Linked DNA regions of Danio rerio: region 2 is linked to region 1. A link is a contact called in public HiChIP or PLAC-seq data. All regions are on one chromosome and are shown on one strand. Each heading gives the region's core, a stretch centred on a gene start, on an enhancer-like site or on the middle of the called end of the contact. The rest is flanking DNA. Distances are from core to core; before and after follow the strand shown.

Region 1 (3,391 bases), core at 366-2,865:
GCAAAATATAATGACAACATGAAAAATATAGACATATAGTTTGCACAAAGTGCTATGTGTATTTGAGTACATGTTCTAGGCTGCTGTACAGATATTTTTCCCCATTTCCACTTAAACATTCTATCAGCCTTTGTATAGAGAGATTGCATTAACGGACCACATTGCACTTTACAAGCAGAGCACTGAAACCTGCACTGTGCTAAAGCAGTAACTCAAGCTAAGTTGTAGTGTGGGAGAGATAATTTTAAGAGATATAGTAAAGACTTGAAATGCTTTCAAGAGTATGTTTGAAAACAGATATCAAAGCAAGAAAAGTCATAATTTCTTAACTATTTTTGGAAAGATCAGAATGTCACATAAATGTTGTTTTGAATGTCAAATTCTTAGTTGTTTCTTAAAAAGTTTAAAATTAATTATCAGAAAGTTAGGTGTAGTATTTAAAAATACATTAAGTAAGTAAAACCTAAATGAACAATTAATTTTAACCACGAATTCAACTTTGAACAGTCTTGTTGTGTCTATATTTAGCAGACTTGAATCTAAAAGCAGAGAGAAAGAGGAGAGAGAATGTTCAGAGGGGTGAATGACAGGTGATAGCAAATGTCAGCAAATTGATAAATGTGAACAGCAGTGTAGCCACACCAGCTGGCTGAAACACGTTTAGATTAGCAATTTATTTTTAACATACTTTTGTTTACAGTTATGCATTTATTGTTTAAATCATCATTAGAGACAAAATAGACAGCTGACACTCTAAATACAACTCAGAGGAAAACACTGAAATCCATCACATAAACCCACAACACGTTTTAATGGTATCATGGCTCAAGCTGATCTAGTTACGTGTGATGCATTCTGACCTAGATGTTTCAGGGACACGATCATTGTCAGGTATAAGCAGACTATAACCATAGGCAGAATTGGCAAAATATCATGAATATATTCAACTAAATGTAGTTATAGTGGTGTAGAAACTCCCAGGTTAGCATTCACGAGCATAAGGATGTCAAGAAAAAAGAAAGAAGAAACCGACGATTTGATTACGTCTTGCTACTTTAAATGATTCGTTTTAAAACATAGAAAGCTGCAGCTGCCCTCAATTTACAATTAATCTTGTTATCATCGGAGTAAGGGCAATCACACAGTAAGAATTAGATGGTACAGGTTACAAGAGAGTATGCATACGGGCACGAGATAGAATTGGGGGATGAAGCAGTTTGAAAAGTGGCAAGCGTGAGATCAACAAAACTATAAAATCCTCCACATTTCTTCTTTGCACATTTCTTCTTTTTCTTCATGTCCAATGTATATTCCTTTCCTGTCGAACGAAATAAAAAGAGCTCATCTTACCCTGTCTCTCACAGACGAGGGACCATGATTTTGTTCACTCCTCACACTCCACTTCTGATGTTACTGTCTACCAAGTCAAATCCAACAGGGGAGGCCTCCTTCACAGCGTCTGTATCAATATTTTTACCCACATCCAAGAAATTGAGAGAGGATGCTTATGCTTCCTCTTCGTCTGCTTATCGACTGAATGAATATATTCGTTTCCAAAACGTTTGCAAACACAGCACAACTCTTGCTCACTTGACCGAACAGCCTCCTCCTCACACACTCACACACAGAAGCTCTGACAGCAGTTGTGAGTTCCCCAGCCACTCCTACTCTCGACTTCTCAATCTCTGTGGCTGTTGCCAAGCAACCGACCTCAGGGGAGGTCCTGTGAGCGGAGCTGAAATGCTGTAGATTGGTTCCTGCCTAGGTTATTTGCATAAACAGGTACACCTAATCACTGTGGCAACGGCAAGTGCGTTCGTTTGGAAAGTTGATGGAAAAATAAGAAGAAAACAACGAAATATAAAGGGAAACCAAACGTAATACATTTTTGATCTCAATGAAATTACTCTAGACGTCGTTAGGGGAAGTCGGAGGTGACATTGCACCACACTACACGCAAAATAAACAAACCTCACAATTTCACTTCCTCTCTTTGCAACAACACCAGTTTGTATCGTGCGTGTATTGCATGATTCATTGTGAAACTGCACTTTTGCAACCATGAAAGCCTTTATATCGAAATGCTGTATTTGTGACAGTTTCTCAGAATGAAACCGACTTCTAAAGATTAGAAAAAAGACGGCCTTAGGGAATGGAAGGCAAGTTAGTTATCTGGAAAGTAATGTTCTCCCTTTGACTTCTCAAAAAGATTTTGGCCATTGGTCTCCCAATTACTGCAGGATATTTGTTTAAATGCAGTTTCTTTTATAAAGGTGTGTGTCGGTCCAGTATAGCATATGGTATGGACAGAATACACATTTTCAATCAAACAAGAATTACAGTATTCAGGCCCGTAGCCACTAGCCAGCCTTGTGAAAGAGGTGGTTCTTTATTTCAAAAACTGCACCTTTTCCAGTTATTCACCTAATTTTCTATTTAATAAGATTTAAAAACTGCATTTTAGTCACAGCATATTTTTTTTTTCTGGATTAGCTTGTCCGGTGGTAATCATAACCACACCTTTTGATGTACTAAAACATTTCCCAAAGATTTAGAATAAAGAAATATGAAACAAAAGTATTTATACATACTATTTTTAAAATACAAATTTATTACATCATATATCATTAGGAAAAAGGGAATCTGTTAAAGTTTTGAATAAAAAAAACTGCCTATTAAAGCTAAGTAGTCTATTGTCATTTATTAGGCAAACTAGCCAGTCCATCCAACTTTATTTGTCCACTTGTACAATAAAAATTAAACGTAGAAAATAATAGTAAAATTATTAATAATAATAGTTTAAAGCTTCCTTAAATTTTAAGCCACTCTTGTAAAAAAGTACATGAAATAGATGGATAGCAACAATAGCCTAATTAGTATTAAAATGTATTGGTCTTTTTCTTTTCTTTCAAGAATAAGGTCCACTATTCAGTATAAAAGTTACTTGTACGATATTTAACAAAAATACAGTAGGTCAGTAAAAGATGACATCAGATTCTTCTTGGTCTTAAAGCCTTCTTTGAAGAGTTATTTTTACAATTTATGATGTAATACCTGTTAAATAAAAACAGATTAAAGAGTTAAAGAGCTCATGTTTGGGACAAACTCTGGACCTTTGTCAGTGAGGCGTAGGTCTTCCCATTGCAAAATGAATTTGATACACTTAGCAATGTATAAGGTGCTAGAAATATACAGTTGAAGTCAGAATTATTATTATTTGTAAATTATTAAATTATTAGTTTTATTTTGGCTAGAATAAAAGCAGTTTTTAATAAATAAAAAAAAACGTTTTAGGGACAAAATTATTAGCCCCTTTAAGCTAATAATTTTTTTCGATTGTCTACAGAACAAACCATCATTATACAATAACTTGCCTAATTACCCTTACCTG
Region 2 (3,391 bases), core at 665-3,164, 110 kb before region 1:
ACATCTTTAAACTCATATTTGTGTGAGACCACAGCATGCATAGTAGAAGAGCAATACCTCGGAGACTCAGGCTCTCCTTTCATTTTCTCCACACTGGACAGCAAGTCGTCAACTTTAAATGATTTCCTGAATAAAACCCAGTTTATTTATTAAACACGCTTTACAAACACACAAGTTATTAAAATACGGCACACCTATTCTGATTTTCTGATGTCAACCATTAATATATTAATAAAACCCACCTTTTGGCATTTGTTCGTGAGTTTCTATGTGACATGAAGGTGAGGGTCCTGTGAAGCAATACAGGCTGTGAAAGTACAAGAAAAAAATATATCAACAATCAGAGCCACCACACAATAATGTGAATTAAATCTACTGAAAAAAAAATACGTACAGTTATCAGATTCCTTGTTCGCAGAAACCTGTATATTTGAGTCGGTTCTGAAATGAAACATGCAGAAAATATATCATATACTTTTATTTTCAACATTTTCTCTACAAAAACTGCCTATCTGTTGCTTTACAAATCTCATTTACACTTAACTTTTTAGTTTTGCATACATTGGTAAATTTCTTGTTACTATTTTTAACAATAAACACTGCCTCATGTACACACTCATAGGAACACAACAGTGATAGATCCAAGGATGCATCCACACCACATCTAGTAGCAGTAACACACAACAGCACGTTGTCATGAACTGGGTGTGTCAATGGAACGTTAATAGGAAAAGCTAATGAATTTACTTAACGTGTTAAATGAAACAGCTGTTGACTTACTCTCAAAGGCCTGCAGAAAGAGCTCATGGTCGGCCTGCAACTGTTCAATCTTAGGTTTCTTGAGTGAGCTCACGCCAGAAGATGGGTATACAGCACCATTGGCTTTAGAGTTCATCACCTGAGCCGAATATTTCTGAGGAGCCATGATAATATACTAACAACTAATGGGAAGTCCAAAACGCATCAAAACAACACCAGGCGAAAAGATTATCTGCACATTAATGACAGACAGTCGCCCTCGCCCCTTTGACCAGCTCTCTACCATCACCTAAACATCAGCTACTTGTGGTTTAGTTTCTTTGACAAGTGCATGTTTGAATGTGGCTCAAATGAGTAAACCATACGAGTTGTAAATATGTTTACTGATGTATGCCCTCGATCTGGTCACTGATCCTCAACAGATTAGCACGTTAGCTTGCGGTCCTTAAGAGCGACGAAAACACAGTTCAACGACACCGGGTAATCCATACACACAGGCAGAAGTTCACGTTCCAATTTGAACAAAGGTTATGGATTATTGAATACTTATTTTCTACCGAAATTGTATTTATTTTGACGGGAAACCCGACCAAGTGACGGATACGGATACTTGTGTATCGCCCGAGCCCTTGAGGAGAGTGCCGCGAAAACCCGCCCACTGCAATGTTTTAGCCAATCAGAGATGCCGTCTGGTAAAATCGAAGTTTTTTATTGGATAGACTTATTTTGATAGACGTGAGATTAAGATTGGTAGAGGAGACAAATTGCCGCCAAGAATGTTTTGGTTCTGGGGAGAGGATCGGTCACGGTGCAGTAGCACGGGTTACAGCCTGAATACAGTCATAAACATACAGCAGTCAACACTTGAAGTAAATCAAAAAAGTTTATCAATATTGAAAACAAGAATGTGTTGTTTAATAGTTTTAGGGCAACTTTGAAAGATTTGAACCCCTTCCAAGATTTACTCCTGCATGCATGTTTTATATATGTGCGTGAGGTACTAAGTAAGTTAAAGGAACCTTAAGTTAAGGAAAAACAAATGTATTAATGTTCTGAATTATAACGTTCCCATAAAACTATTTTTTTAAATAAAAACCGTGGAACCAAAATTCAAGTGCAGAATTCATGTCGGATTTTTTAACCGATGAACATCCGGATGTAGAGCATTTGACAACTTCCTGTCCACACGTGTTTTGGGATGTAATTGCGCTGTGCATCTTAAGTATTTTGTAAAGCGTCCCATAACCTGTTTTAGAAATGGCAGACATTGTACAACAACGATTAGAGGACAGAATACCAGGGCTTGAACAACTGGAGAGAGTCGGTTTGTTTACCAATAAAGAAGTCAAGTGAGTATATCACTCGTGTTCATGCGAACAGAAAAGATGGATTGAAATGGTGCTTCTGTAGAGAGAAAGTTTCCTCAAAAAGGGCTTTTGTTTCAGGTCCATGTTGAAAAGATCTACTGCACTTGAATATAAGCTACACCGAGCAATTCAGTGTAAAGATGACTTCATTACATACATACAGGTCAGTATTAACAAATAGCTTTTTGCACTTTAATGTAAGAAATCAGCACATTATGACCTTGTTTTTTTATCCTTGTAAAATCAGTTCGAAATAAACACTCTTGAACTTATCAAGAAGAGGAGAGCGGTGAGTTGAAATCTGTTCTGTTATTTATTTATTTTGAAATCTGCTTCTTTCAGTAATCAGAACAGCAGACCTAACTAACTTGTGTTACTTTAAGTGAGATGTACTGTTCTGCTTTCAGAGAATTGGTTACCATTTTAAACGTGAAGAAATTGAGTATCCCATCATTCAGGGCATAAACAGTGTTTTCAGAAGGGCGACAAGCAAATGGCAGGTTGGGCAATAAGAAATGATAACCTCAGTTTTAGATTCATTGTGATGGTCAGTTTTTGATTCAAATGTATTTTTGATTCCATTAAATGCTTCTCCTGTAGGAAGATGTGCAACTCTGGCTTTCTCATGTTGCCTTTAATAAGAAATGGGTATGTGCTTTTGTTATTAAATGCAAAAAACCTTATCAATTTTAAAGAAATAAAAATAGAAAGAAAGAAAGAAATAATAACGCAAATGTGTTTGTCTTTAAAAAAAAATCCTAATCTTTTTTTTTTTTTTTTGTCTTTCAACAAGGGCTCAAAGACTCAGCTCAGCAAGATTTTGTTATCTATGTTAGCTATCCATCCTGACAAACCAGGTAAACTTAAGTAAATTAGAAGTTTAGGGGTTGGGTTTACTGTCAATCATTAATATTATTGTAGTTTAGATGTATAAGCAGCTTTATACACATGGCTAGAAATAAAGTTTTTGGCGTTTTCTTGCAGCTCTGTGGATAATGGCTGCTAAATGTGAAATGGAGGACAGGAACTCCTCAGAGAGTGCCCGGCATCTTTTCCTCCGTGCCCTTCGCTTTCATCCAGAAAATAAGAAAGTCTACCTGGAGGTGAGGCAACATTATTTTTAAGCAACCAATGCTATAAACATTACACTTTGAATCTCATATATACATAAAACAAACCATTGTATGTGTGTACAGTATTTCCGGATGGAGCTCATGCATGCTGAGAAGATGAGGAAACAGCAACAGGAACTGGAGCAAGCTAAA

Evidence for each region. HiChIP or PLAC-seq counts read pairs in DNA pulled down with a chosen protein or histone mark.
Region 2: an H3K4me3 HiChIP or PLAC-seq map of gastrula embryo shows a contact between it and region 1, with 2.3 times the contacts expected there. The contact joins the promoter of utp6 here to the promoter of rab11fip4b in region 1. A contact is called at or near these places in 1 of 18 Hi-C or Micro-C datasets (gastrula embryo) and 3 of 4 datasets of contacts at active chromatin or transcription factors (caudal fin, embryo and gastrula embryo).

The regions. Positions count from the first base shown.
Region 1 is chr6:24,438,294-24,441,684 of GRCz12tu, reverse strand. It overlaps rab11fip4b (RAB11 family interacting protein 4 (class II) b), which reads right to left and starts at 1,615. Exons shown (of 13, transcript NM_001128825.1): 1 at 1,351-1,615.
Region 2 is chr6:24,551,397-24,554,787 of GRCz12tu, reverse strand. It overlaps utp6 (UTP6 small subunit processome component), which reads left to right and starts at 1,914. Exons shown (of 19, transcript NM_001111207.1): 1 at 1,914-2,108; 2 at 2,205-2,289; 3 at 2,374-2,415; 4 at 2,534-2,626; 5 at 2,727-2,774; 6 at 2,920-2,983; 7 at 3,111-3,229; 8 at 3,323-3,391. The coding sequence starts at 2,017. suz12b (SUZ12 polycomb repressive complex 2 subunit b) reads right to left here and starts at 1,380. Exons shown (of 16, transcript NM_001082824.2): 1 at 781-1,380; 2 at 395-441; 3 at 243-307; 4 at 58-126. The coding sequence starts at 925.